Regions from separate parts of the Acanthopagrus latus genome. Here region 1 is linked to region 2. A link is a contact called in public Hi-C data. All regions are on one chromosome and are shown on one strand. The core of a region is the stretch at or near the end of the contact, and the rest is flanking DNA. Distances in the headings are between cores, read along the strand shown.

The links. A called contact is a pair of places that touch in the nucleus more often than the background predicts.
Region 1: a contact with region 2 is called in a Hi-C map of muscle, with 4 times the contacts expected there. The contact joins the promoter of romo1 here to the promoter of LOC119021851 in region 2. A contact is called at or near these places in 3 of 4 Hi-C or Micro-C datasets (liver and muscle).

The regions. Positions count from the first base shown.
Region 1 is chr6:3,036,832-3,043,971 of fAcaLat1.1, reverse strand. romo1 (reactive oxygen species modulator 1) reads right to left here and starts at 1,855. Exons shown (of 3, transcript XM_037100703.1): 1 at 1,721-1,855; 2 at 109-239. The coding sequence starts at 239. It overlaps ergic3 (endoplasmic reticulum-Golgi intermediate compartment protein 3), which reads left to right. Exons shown (of 14, transcript XM_037100701.1): 11 at 2,567-2,631; 12 at 2,975-3,111; 13 at 3,248-3,303; 14 at 3,400-4,135. The coding sequence ends at 3,479.
Region 2 is chr6:2,881,602-2,888,359 of fAcaLat1.1, reverse strand. It overlaps LOC119021851 (kelch-like protein 10), which reads right to left and starts at 3,505. Exons shown (of 5, transcript XM_037102391.1): 1 at 3,214-3,505; 2 at 2,043-2,526; 3 at 1,211-1,819; 4 at 55-204. The coding sequence starts at 3,365. It overlaps LOC119021854 (a long non-coding RNA gene), which reads left to right. Exons shown (of 9, transcript XR_005075773.1): 2 at 3,201-3,374; 3 at 4,023-6,097.

The DNA of each region.
Region 1 (7,140 bases), core at 606-3,105, 160 kb before region 2:
TCTAAAACATCAGCTGTTCTTAATGGAAACTAAATCTGACATTTTCAGTTTCATTACATATGCAGTTTCTGTAAGAGCAGGACAGTTTTGGGGTGAGTTCAGACTTACCTGAGACACGAAAACGTGCCAAACATGGCTCCGGCAGCCATTCCTACTGCAAACCCCATCATGAAGCCCATCTTGACCCGGTCAAAACAGTTGGGCTGGGTCTGGCCATATGGACCTACAGCCACCGGCATCTGCAGAGGAAAATACACAAGGGGACGTGTTAGACTATTGAACTCTTGGTGTTTTCCTTTCAGAGTGACACATTGTGTAATCTGATAGGAACAAAACGCTGTGCAGATCTAAAGGTTGCAGAACTGGTAGCCAGACCACATCGTTCACTCTGATTTATCACCTGCTCTGTTCACATGTACATAACAACAGAACTGCTGCCAAAATGTGGTCGTGAGAAGAAGCGACTGCTGAAGCTTCTTCACCAGAATTCAAGGAATCACTCTTAGTTTGTGACAGAATTCGAAATATGCTCAACTTATCGCCTGATCTTGTCAGACCTTTTGTTTTTACAGCTGATATTATTGCCAATATTGTGTTGTGAAGTAACAAAGAGGAGTTGTGGGATTCAGCTGCTCATGTTTCCTTCAAGTTAATCAAACCATGTCAGACGCTCAGTGAACACAGAAGACAAACACTTTGTCCAAAATCCATTCAGCTCACTGTGTACACTCTGTGCTTTCAATAAATAATTCATCACAAGATAAATTTAGGGCATTTAGATTTAGTTGGCATTAAGATAATCGTTCATCTTGCTTTCTAGATGTTATAAAACATGTTTGTCTGGCAGAGACCAGGACAAATATCATTTCATCTTGATTTTACTAGTTTTTCACTGACAGTGAAAATTGTGACGTAAAATTGAATCATCCGAAAAAAAAAATCATGAATTACATCACAATCACATTAACTGTAAATGGCGATATTTATTTCGGACCTCCTCCTGCAGACCTTTTTATGTTTTGCTATAATTTGACATCATTTGCTTTTTTGCCCTGCAGAGTAGAAGAGTTGTGTGATATTACATCCATTTTACAACTTGTTCTGATTCTTTTTAACTATATTTTGTCGTGTATTTAACTGAAATCATTTCTTGCTCGACGTTTGCTTCACAATGATGCACAATGTGAACTAGTCACTCATCAAGTGTGAAAGGTGTTGAGTAAGTTAGCTTCCTGTCAGTCGTTTGACCTTTTGTACCTGATGTTAGCTTGCTGTCTGACATTAAACATTAACGTGTTATTAAATCAATTTCTACAGGCTGTTTATAACCCAAGCTAACTAACTATAAGCATCGCCTTAGCAATAAGATCTTGGAGTTAAGCTGCTGATTAACGTTAATGATTAAGCTGTGTGGCTAAATGTGTAACGTGAGGCAAGTTAGTTAGCATTAGCTCGTAAGCTAGGCTAACGTCTGTGAGCACATTTCACAGACGAAACACACAGCTGCTTGTTTTTAACGCGGTTTCTTTAAACGGTAACTTACAAAAGCAAACATTAAAATCAATTCTGTAAATTAACTTTATTTTAATCCTAGCACGTAGGTTGTTGTGCTAGCTTAGCATGCTAGCTAACAGGCTAACGTCAGCCGTTGGCCTTGACAGATAAACACGTCACGTTCAGTCTCTTCTTCTTCGACGGTTTCGTCTCAGACCGATCTTACCTTCAGATACGAGTGTGTGAGGTAAACCTGGTTATCTTGAGTTTCTCCCGACTGGAGGGTGATCGTGTGTTTTATTAGCACAGCTTCGGGTTTAAATGTCTTTTCTAGCAGACCTCCATAACCGGATAGAGGAAGGAGAGAAAGACAGAGGAAGGCAGATAAAAGAGGAGCGATCACCGGCAGGAGGAGGCGAACAGCGCCCCCCTGTGGTGCATGTCGGTACTACAACCATCATTTAAAAAGAGTGTGGACACTAAAACATAAACAAAACAGAATGTGATGATATTTTAATCCTTTTTGACATAAACTCAACTGAAACTCTGCGCAGCACAGGTCAAACTATTATATTTTTATTAAGTTGTTTTTAAATTTACAGCATTAATCAGACACTTTTGGGATGCAGTATCTTGCCCGAGGAGACTTCAACATGCAGACCAAGGGGATTCGAACTAGCAACCTTCTGATAACAAGACGCTGGCTCCACCTCTGAGCCACAGGCGCCCTATTTTTAACATTAACACAGACAACAGCAAGTTCTTCGTGTGTGAATTTACTCTGCAATAAGAGCGACTCTGATTCTGAAAACAATAAATGAAATGTGTTTTTTTTTTAATGCCAACCAACCCAACCTTTTGGACTGTCGGTTGTAGTAATATTTACATTTTATTTGTTAAATATATTCAAAGTTAAACCCAACATCGAGCCTCAGTTAACCCACATAAATACAAAAACAAACAAACTGTACATCATTTATCTGATCTATTTACTGCTGTTTCTTTACCAACTGTTTCGTCTGAGATGATTAACAACATGTTGATCTCAAACGTCTCCTTTCTGTCTCCACAGCGTCGATGATGTACCAGTACTTTGTGAAAATTGTCCCCACCATCTACGTGAAAACCGACGGAGAGGTGAGTCCTCTTTCAGTCCAGACCTAAACTAGTTCAGCGCGGTACGGTTGGTATTTTGCATAATCGAGATCTCCAGGAATCCATACGATCATAACAACTCAAAATAAGTCAGTAAAGATACAGACGTGTGTCGTATTCTGACGTGATGACGTACGTGCAGGATGTAACTGTGATCTCTTTGATGTCAAAGGGTCAAATTGTCAAAGAAAAAGTGTTGCACTGAAACATTTTCTTTTGTAGATTTGTTTTAATGAGCAAAAAACACTTAAAACATGTACTGTATCATAAAGCAAACGTCCTCTCATCCGTCTAAAACTGTTTTGTTGGCATTTATTTCTCACAGGTGGTGAAAACAAACCAGTTCTCCGTCACCAGGCACGAAAAAGTGGCCAACGGGCTTATAGGAGACCAGGGGCTGCCGGGAGTGTTCGTATTATACGAGCTGTCGCCCATGATGGTTAAATTCACAGAGAAACACAGGTAGGACACCTGGTTTACAATGAACTAATGGTTTTTAAAAGACTTTAAGACTTTTTACTGTTTCATCGATACAAGAAGAACGTGAGCTTCATTAAATGTTGCTGCTAATTGAATCCCTCCGTCTCTTTCTGTTCAGATCGTTCACACACTTCTTAACAGGAGTGTGTGCCATTATCGGAGGTGTATTCACAGGTGAGTCCCTCTACGTCACCAGGTCATGTAGCAAAATGTAACTGTTAGATGAAGAGAGTGAAATCTGACTTGTACCGTCTGCTCGTCCTCCTGCAGTGGCCGGTCTGATCGACTCGCTCATCTACCACTCTGCTCGGGTCATCCAGAAGAAGATAGAGCTGGGCAAGGCGTCCTAACAGCGCCCCCTGCTGGCCTCCAACGGTGCAACACAGACCAAGACACGGACGCAGAGACAGAAAGCAGACGGACGGACAAATGGACGGAGAAGTTTGACAGCAGAAGCAAACAGTTTGTTTTCCTTCGGTCTTTCTGTCTTCTGTCAGATCGAGTGAGAGACAAACGGAGGGAGGACGGAGAGGTTTTTAAATCGGCCAAAGTTTTTAATTCCTCCGTCTCCGTTGTCATCGTTGGAAAAAGCTCCGGAGAGGAATTTCACAGTCCACTGTTTGATTTGATGCCAACAGGACGGAGTCAGAATCAGACATCCGACATCGACGAGAGACTTTTTTTTATGAGACTGAACTCGAGCGGAGACGAGGACGCCGCATCGAGTCTGGAACGGTTCTTCATGGAGGAGGAAGAAAACTTCCTTCTCTCTCTCTCCTGCTTCAGTCAACGATCGCTGCGCTGAATGTTCGTTAGTAGATCTGTGGTCGAGACTTTGTTCCTGAGGATGAGACGGCACGGAGGCTTTTTAAAGGAAGATGTCACCCAAAATCTTTAGTTTTCTTATCAGCTACTGCCTGAAGAAAAGATGTTTGCACAGAAAGTCGGATACGACTTCAGATGCTTTTGTTGTGATCTCAATATAACAAATGTATTCAGATTGAAATGTGTTCTTCTCTTTGGAGGTTTCTAAGGACGAGGCTGATGATGTTTTTGTCAGGAGCGGCTCATGAACGCACCGCTGAGGTCGTCACCGTTTACCAGTTTCACTCTGACGACAACTGTTTCCCGTCAACAACAGCGGCGTGTTTATAAGTCTTTCCTCTCCGCACCACATGTCCATAAAACTTGTGTTAAGAAGCTAAGTTAGTGAGTGATAAGAGACATTCTGGGTGACGTGTTCCTCTAAAGATTTGAGCTGATTTTTTGTGTCCTCGGTTGATTTAAAGCCACTATGTGTGGGTCTGTAAAACAACGATGAAGATGAAGTCTGGTTGTGTTGTTTTCAGCCGGCTCATCTTCACGTCTCGTGCGTGAACTTCTGTCCGTCTGGTCGACAGTGTTAGACGAGTCCTTCACATCGTGGCTTTAAAGAAATGACATATTAAGACTGAATCAATGACAAAGTGAACTGGTGTAATCAGAAGTGGAGAGTCGCGTATTTAAGAAGCCAAATTCCTTCAGTGTTTCAGCGTAAAACCGACGAGCAGCCGCCAAAATTTGCTCCAACGTCATCTCGCTGTGTCGAACTCAGAATAATCTCTGCAGCTTCCTGTGATTTAGTTCCTCCCCTCTCTCTCCTCGGCACCTCCCTCACTTTCACCATGTTTTATGAATCGATTGAAAATAGTTGCGAGTTCAGGCGCTGTTTTAGGGGAAATTAAACCCTCTTGACGCAAAAATGCAGCCGAGTCGACCAGTAACGCTTCTGCAAACCACAGATACACCCGAGGTCGACATTGGCACCAAATGTGGTGTCTCACGTTCATATTATATGTTTTATTAACTGACTTTCACATCAGAAGGTGGAGAGGACGGAGGCCAACAGGGACAGCTGCAGTTTGAGTCACAGCTGAAGATATTTTAAAGCATTTGCAGCATAGAAAGCATTTTTTTTTTATTCAGGCTCTCTGCAGACATTTCCATACGTAATCCTGACCAAGTGTTTTTCGTGCCTAAACCTCAGCAGCAAAATAGAAAATTAAACATAAAAAAATTAATGTGCAATTGTAAAATAAAGAACTGTCAGCCTCGCAGACATCTGTGGTTTTGCAGAAATATACGTGGAGAGCGTATATTTATGGCGACCGGGTTGGAAAATCAAACTCTTGGTATGATTTCGCTCAGTTGTCAGTTCAGGAGTGTAAATACTGTACAGACACTTCCACCACTGCCTCACAGGAAGGAGGGAACCGACTGAACACTAACTGACGCCCAGCAGACGGAGCGTCGCACCGCTGTGTCAACATTACAAACACATTCAGATTAATTAGATGAGATTTTATTTTATTTTTATTATCGGGTGAAGGGCTTCTGCTTCTGTTCTGTTTGTTTTCTTCCTTTGGGATAAATCACACCGCCCTCTTTTGTGTTTTTTTAGACTGCTGGTAAAAGACGTGCTCCTGTTTTCTTTTTCTTTATCTGGTTTGTGGGTGTCGGGAATCTTTAAAGGAGCGTTGCTTGAGATAATGATCCTCCTCCTGTGGCCGTGTGAGTCCCGTTTTTAAAAGTGTTACTCTGATGGGTTAATGACAGGGAGGCGGCAGGAAGCTCCCGACCACAAGAAGACGGCGTGTTGTGGGTTTGATTCTGAACTTTATTCCTGACTCACGTGTTGAGTCACCACACGAGACCCAGATGTTTTCCGCCGGTTTGATCTTCGCCTCTGTGTGTATTTTCAGCCCGTCAGGAGAGTTCGACAGACAGAAACAGACGAGATGTTGGTTTCCTGAAAGTGCCGCGCTGATGTTTGGCTCATTAACTACATATCAGACGTCAGTTATTTCGCTGACGAGCATTTTAAAAGTCAGATGCTGATGTTTTTGGATTGGAAATCGGAAATTTCCAGAGTCTGCTGCCAAATAAGTCTCACTGGACTCTGAACTCGTCAGATGGTTCATGATGTTTCTCTCACATTCAGTCCGCACGTCAGTCTGCTTCATGATGTATTGATCCATAATCTTTATTATTTATCAGCTGATCATCTGGTCCGAGGTGACGCCTGGAACATGTCCTGCTTTGTTCAATCAGCTTTCCAAATCTCAAATATATTCAGCTCACAGAGAGATATAAACAAGATGTAAGAAAAGAGGAGCTGGAGGAGAGAATGTCAACTATAAAAAATAAGGCTGCGATTAATATCACAAGTTATTGTTACGTCTATAAAAAGGACGTCTTCAAATTGCTTCTTTTGTCCAAAAAGAAAAGCAGCAGGTCCTCGTGTTTAAGAAGCTGGACTGGTGCTTCAGAATATGACTGAATCGATCAATTGACTGTCAAAACAGCTGCTGATATTGATCAGCTTGTGGACTGATTTTAATAGCTGCAGCTCTGATGGAAACAGCTTGTAAACTCAAGTTTGAGGCAGTTGTCCTCCACATAATGATGCTTTTTCCTTCCTCATTAGATTATATTACTTTGGAGGAACTATTACCAAATCAAAATATGTTTCCTGCTCGTATTGTAGTTTGTTGAACATGATAAAGAACCTTGTGGACAGTTCTCCATGTTTACTTACTGATTATCTTCTCTGCTTGTGTCTCAGATCTCACATGTTAGTTTTCTGTGAAGCCACTTGAATGTTGGGAGGCTCTGCTGAACCACGTGACAGCTTCACTTCATCAGTCAGAATCAACGCACAGTGATCAGCTGTCGGTCGATCACGTTCTCTGTGTTTGTCTGTTTCTGTCTGTCTTTAACTCAATGAATGAAACGTGTCACTTCCTGCCCCGCTGGATGATTTCCTCCCCGAGGCGATGTTTATTTATCGAAGGTCTCACAGTTTGTCGCTCGAAGCACAAAATCTCCTCTTGTTTTTTACGGTTTTAACGAAACTAAACTCCTGTTTGGCCTCCTCTCCGTCTCCGCTCCCTCTCGTTTGTGTTTGCAGTCGTGAATCTGCGGCTCAGACTGAAGCTTGTGAGACTGTCGCAGAGTTTTACAGCTGCGAAG
Region 2 (6,758 bases), core at 2,256-4,755:
ACAAGAAAAGCTGGCACAGATTCATTCTCAAGAGGTTGACATTTATGTACTCACTGCAAAGATGAGGTTTGCATATGCAATGACACCAACTCCACTGCGGTGGCTGTTCATGGGGGCGATCTCAGTCCACTGGTTGGTTTCTGGGTCGTAACATTCACAGGTTTCCAGGCACTCAGTCCCATTGAAACCACCGCAGATGTAGATCTAGGAAGAACAGGAAGGACATAAAGTTATTTAGCACTTCTCAACTTCAGATGCTGACTGTGTTCCTTGTATTAAAGCAAATAATACAGAAAACTGTTTACACCATTCTAAGATAACAAGTGAATTACAGCTTAGAACCAGCAGCGAGTCACAAATCTAATAGTCCAACTGAAAAATAAATTGCAGCTGATATGAAGTTATTGTAGCGGTTGTCTGATAATAATATAAATTGCAGCACAGATCAGATTGTTGAGATCACTTATAAGATTATATTTATCCAATTGTTAAATCGATTTGTGAATGTCTGTCTCAACTCACTGTTACTATTATTATTATCTTTATTGACAGACTTGAGGCCCAGATACTATTGAACTGCTGACCCCTCTATCCCCAGACTCACATCACAAATCAAATGATTTTAAGAGTTTATTACGTAAGGAAAAACTTTGCAAACAAATTGTGACAAATTCTAAATCATTCATGAATTCTTGTGAATTCAGTATTATATGCAATATATTAAGTTGTGTCTTCACTTGTGTGAAGCGTTTTCTGTTAAGCTTCTGCATTTTACTTTACTCTGTTTGAACACACTGTTGCAACTGTTTTTATTCACATTAAATTTATGAAAGGAAGGCACGTAAACACATCAAAATTGCTAATATAAGCAACTGATTTGTCGTCCCTGAAGAAAGGCCCCAGACTCCATTAAAAAACTGAAGTTTTGAAAATTTAAATGTTTAGGTTGTCTTGATAATTCATCAAATGTTATACATGCAGATATTTCTTTATTTGTATAAATAATAATTGTTCCAATTGATGCTACATGTTAAGAGTGAGGAAGTCGGATTACTATTGGTCACTCACGGGGTGAACCGATGGGTTTTGAGCTGTCCACCTATGATCAGATCACTCAGGATGGATGTTAATAGAAACTCAAATTAGCAATGTTCCCATCAGCACTGTTCATCTCTGTTACGAGTCCCAGCTGCTCTTTCACTTTACCCACCTTGTCGTTGAGTGTTGCACAGCTGGCGTCGCTCCTGATCTCATGCATGCGAGTGATGACAGTCCACTGGTTGGTGTCGGGCCTGTAGCGCTCTACAGTGCTGAGTCGTACATGTCCATCATAGCCTCCCATGGCATAGATGCACCCATTCAGCACAGCGACGGACACATAGCAGCGGCGGTAGTGCATTGGTGCGACTTCCTCCCAGGTGTATGTGGACAGATCCAGCCTGCGAACACTGTTGAAAGACTCCGCCCTGTCAAAGCCACCCACACAGTAGACGTACCCGTCGAGGAAGGCGGTGCCGTGATAGGCACGAGGACGCTCCTGCTCGTTTGTCAGGTTGACCCAGAGGTCAGCGCGGATGTCGTACGCCTCGACACAGTTGGTTGGATCAGCTCCGCTCCAGCCTCCGATGGCCAGCAAGACGGCGTGAGGCAGGCGAGGACGAGCGACAGGGTCACGCATGTCAAATGCTGGTGAGGTGAGGCTGCTTTTGTTTTCCAAGATCTCTGTCACCATTTTGAAGCACTCAGCGTTGCTCCTCACCAGCTCATTGGCCAGCACAGTCGTCCCCAGTTGATCCTGACTCATCAAGGCCAATCGGACCTACGTGGAGAAAACAAGAGAAAATCTTTGAATTAAACTGCAGTGGCTTCACTTTTCCAACCCACCAGCTCTGCCCACTTTGTGTACAGTCTGTAGTCTAAGATGACTTCAGCTCTTAGTGTGTTTGTCGTGGGGCTACAGGTTTGAAAGCACCCAGGCGATCATACAGTATTGATATTGTCCTGTCAGCCAAATTCAAGTGAAAGCTAGTGGCAGAACTTACCTTAGACAAGAGCTCAAGCAGATGTTCTGTTCGTTCCTCCGGTCTGTTGGTGATCCAGTGAAAGATGGCCTCGCACACAGTATTCTCCTTTTTCACATTGAGGTCGTCTCTTCCTAGGATGTCAGTGAGTTCCTGCACAGAGAGATACTGAAACTCCTCAGTGGACATCACCTGCTCAAAGTGATCAAGGATGAACTGGAAGGCCTTGCTCTGCAGCTCAAAGCAGGGGAGGATGCTGGTGAACTTCCAGATGCCGATGCAGTTCTCCGGGCAGAGCCGCTCCCCCAGGAAGTCGCAGCATGCTTGTACAATCTTCATTACGTTGAACTGGTCGGCTGCTAGCAGCAGCTCCTGTACGTTGTCCACCGTCACGGAGAGAGAGTCGGTGTATGCAAACTCAATGATGGCTTGCATCATGGCAGGAGACAGGCCGTGGATGTTGAAGTCCTTCTTGTCTGCAGCTGACCAGCGTATGAAGAGAGCTCTGTGGGTCAGCATGAAAATAAACCGTATTCAACATCTTTCTGTCATCCTCACACAAACGATTTAATAAATAAAACTAATAAAATACAGACTTTGCTTATCCCGTGTGAATGTGTGACTCAAAACCCAATGTGAGGAGGTTATTTCTGAGTCACATGAGGTCCTGCGGTAAAACTAATGTTTGATCACCACATTTTAGGAATCATTGGGATTAAATCAACTTACTTTTCCATTTTGTATTAACTGGAAATTCTACATGTGCTCATGGACATCATTCTTTTTTCTCTTTTCCCTTATTAAGTAAATATTATTCAGACTCTTTTTATTGAATTATTAAAAGCACTGAGAGATGAAATATAGATTAAAATTAAAAATTAATCCTCAATGTTCAACTGGCAGGGGAAAAAAAAAACTTAATTTAAACCTTTATATCTGACTGTATGGACAGACAGGGAGCCTGCACCATGATTAAAGTTATACTTTTGAATTCTCTTTTAAAATATTTTGTCTATATTCTTCATCAGGTCATTCATGTCCTCACTCTTAGGTCAACTTGTTTCATCACAACTGCTGACTGCATGAATCAAACCAGTTCATCTCTTATTGTGAATAATCATTTTGGTTTTCTGCTTATTTAAAGGGATGTTCATTTATATTCTTTCGCCCTGATATCAGATGTCTGACTCACCGGAAGTACGAGCTGCATTCACAGAGGATGATCTTGTGGACCTGAAACTCCACGTCCTGGACTCTGATGACGGCATCACAGAAGTGACCCTCCAGACGGAGATCATTGAATACGTAACCTGTCTGGGGTGAAGATTTGCTTTTGTCAGTCATCTTTAGTAGGTTAGTTTAGTTTCCCTCAGTATGTAGATTTGTTTGTCTTTAGTGTCTCAACAAGTTTGATGATGGAATCTCATCACATCGTCATGACTACAGTCAATTCAAACTGTGAAATGTTATGGTTACAACCATAAAACCACTCAAACATATTATTATTATTATTGTTGTTGTTATTATTATTTAATTTGTACATTTTGTTTTTATTTAAAATGGTCCAGTCGAACAGTAGCTGGATAATGTTTTATCAAAATGGACTCTCTTTTGCTCATAAACAAACAAATAGGTGTAAAAACCCCGACGATGGTTCATGTGATAAATATTTTTAGTGAAGAAGTAGATTGATGAGTCAGTAGAAAACCTCAAAACAATGAAAACAAGATCACGTTTGTAACTACAAGTAAAACTGAACTATTTAACAGACAGTATCCATGTGTTGGAGTTGTTTTCATATGTCATCACTCTGTTTAAATAGTGAATGTTTGTGTGTTTGTGTTAACATTACGATCATACATCCTCTGTCAAAGTCCAGATTGACTCCAATCAGATGAAACATCTTCCCCAAGAGAGTCAGTAGTTGGCTGATGGGGGGGCAGGCTTCATATGTACCATCTGAGAATTTTATTTCCCACCTGTCACCTTTCCTCTTAACAGACTTTGCAGCTACAACCAGCTCAACATCCCAGCTGTGAAACCCAGAGACAAAGCCCTTCCAGCCCAGCACAGCAGGGTGGTAAACGCAGAATCTGTCCCTCTGCACGCCTCACACTGGTCAGATCTTCAGACATGAGGAGTTCTGAATGAGCAGAGTTTGGATCCAGAACCACAGGAGTGTAGGAGACCGTCTCCTTCATCTTGTTGCAGATGTTGTAGCTCAGGTTGCAACATTAAAACTGGGGCAACTCACCATCACATTGTCTGTGTTTTTGGTATCTGGAACTGTTTCATATGGACTCTTCAGTAACTCAGAAGAGACGCTAATGTATGTAACATCATTTCTCTGACGCTCTCCTTCCTTTTAAGTGCAGTAAACCAGGTACAAGTTTCAGTTTCCTCATATTTATCACCCACACTTTTATCAGCTCTTGCTTCATAGCTGCAGAATATTTCAATGAAACCATTAACTTGATTCATATTTGACAGTTTAATATACGATGAGGAAATCCAACAATGCTGTTAGTTATTCTACAAATAAAGAGACTAAAATAATAGTAAATTAATACACATCACTGCCACAAGCCCAAAGAAGTATTTATTTTAAAACACAAATTCATTAGCCAACCAGACTGTTGGACAGTTTGTCATTGTTCTGTGTGTGCATGTGTGTGTGACTCATTTAACCTTTATTTAACCAGGTGAAGTCTCACTGAAGTCAGTGATCATGTTGATGGATGTAGACAACAGAACCAGCATCATAACAGACTCTTTGATACAAAATGAAACGCTGAAATAAAAGTACTGTTTGTTGTAGTATAAAGGTTTTGATTTACACTCGTGCACAAACATGACTAATGCAGTTACAGACTGAAGTGACTCACAGTGTTGTTAATGTGCCTGGTTCTGATTTTTATTGATTTGTTTGTTCCTGAAATGTCAGACAGCTGTTAGAAAATGCAAGATATATAACGCTAATTAAATATTGGAAACGAGGTCTGAGGTGATTCAAACAGAATCAATACATTATTTGTCTCTCTTCATTCACTAACAAAGTTTTTATAAGATCCTTTCTGGTTCCCCTCATCTTTTGGCGGGAGTACCAAACTCTTGGTTTACTGTTTTATTTTTATTTTTTAAATGGATTTTATTGATTTTTATCTATACAAAGCAGCTTACTGGCTTTTAAATGTTTAATTTTAGTTTATAATAACGCATACATCATGTTTGTTTCTCCGTTGTTGTAGCTGGCATTGTTAACTTACATCGCCAGCTAACGCTAGCTGGCTAGCTAGCCGGCTGAAGGCAGGACGGAAGTGTTCCCATAGCAACCAACCAGATTCCAGGAAGTTTACCACAACTTTCTTCAGCAGTTCCCTTTTATCTTCATCACACAGCAATCAGTCAAGTTAATGCCTTTATTTTCTTTTTGTTTATATGCATGTTTTAAATGTATTGTTATAAAATATTTTAAGGTCGAGAGGTCTCACGGGGCAAAACCGGAAAAGGGCGTGGCTTCGGCACTAATTGGTTCCTATGGTAACAACGCAGCTCTTCCTCTATGGCTAGCTAACGTCAGTTGGCGGTGTAAACTAGCAATGCTAGCTACAACAATGGCGAAAGAAGCAGGATTTAAGCATTATGATAACATTGAATTGAATAGTATGGTTATAACAAAAAGTCAAAACAGTAGGCTAAGAGCTGAGGAGGAAGAAACGCCTCTGCTTCTACTGACAGGATCAACCCAGCCCGCCTCTTCAGACCACAGCACGGTGAGCCGCTCCCAGGTCAACCTGCTGCAGCCACACCTGGAACCACCTTCACTGCTAGAATTACTCCCTGAAGGAAAATATGCGGTTTCTCATCAAAGTGGTATGGACAGTTTAGGTCGTAACGGGCGGAATCAGCTAACGAATTAGCAGGAAACAACAAACTTGTGAAAACATCAAACTTCCGCTAAAAATGCCAGTTAGCTAGCAGTTATACGTGACAGTCAGTGCAGGGGAGCTTCATGTAACGTGGATATTACGACTACTTCGCCATCCTGAGGAAAAGGTGAAAGATCTTCAATCAAGGTGAGTCAAACGCACCCATCTCCATCTGTCTGTCTTCTTTTCCTGTTGTTAAATTACCCTCTGTGTATATTTTGCTTTGCTGTGCTGCTAACACTGAGAAGTAAAGTATTAATACCACACTGGAAAAATACTCAGTTACAAGTAAAAGTCCTGACACGTTCATTCATTCTTCAGGGAATAATAACTAGATCTTGTTGGAAAAAATGTTTTACTTCTCAATAGGTACTTCAACTTTTGGTGCTTTAAGCACATTTAACCTTCAATGTGTATGTTATTTTACTTACATGTGATTTTTAATGCAGTACATCATGTTACAGTGTTGTACCTTTACTCAGTGTGAGTGTTTCCTCCAGCACTGCCGCTGGATATGAAACATGAGACAGAAGTTGTTTTCTGAGGACGAATTCAGAGACTTTTCAGACATCTTTCAGAAACAGAAGAGTGTCTGTGAGACAAACAGAGGTCTGTGGTCAGCTGCGCTCTCTGGTGGAGCAGAGAGGAACTGCAGCTGGTGCAACACTGCTGCAACACACCTGACACACACACACACACACACACGCACACAGATTTGTGCAGAGTCATAGTGATGTGAGCTTGAGTCATCGAGCAGCTGACACTCACAGAGAGAGTTCGGTCTCCTTCAGGATCTGGGTCTGTCTGA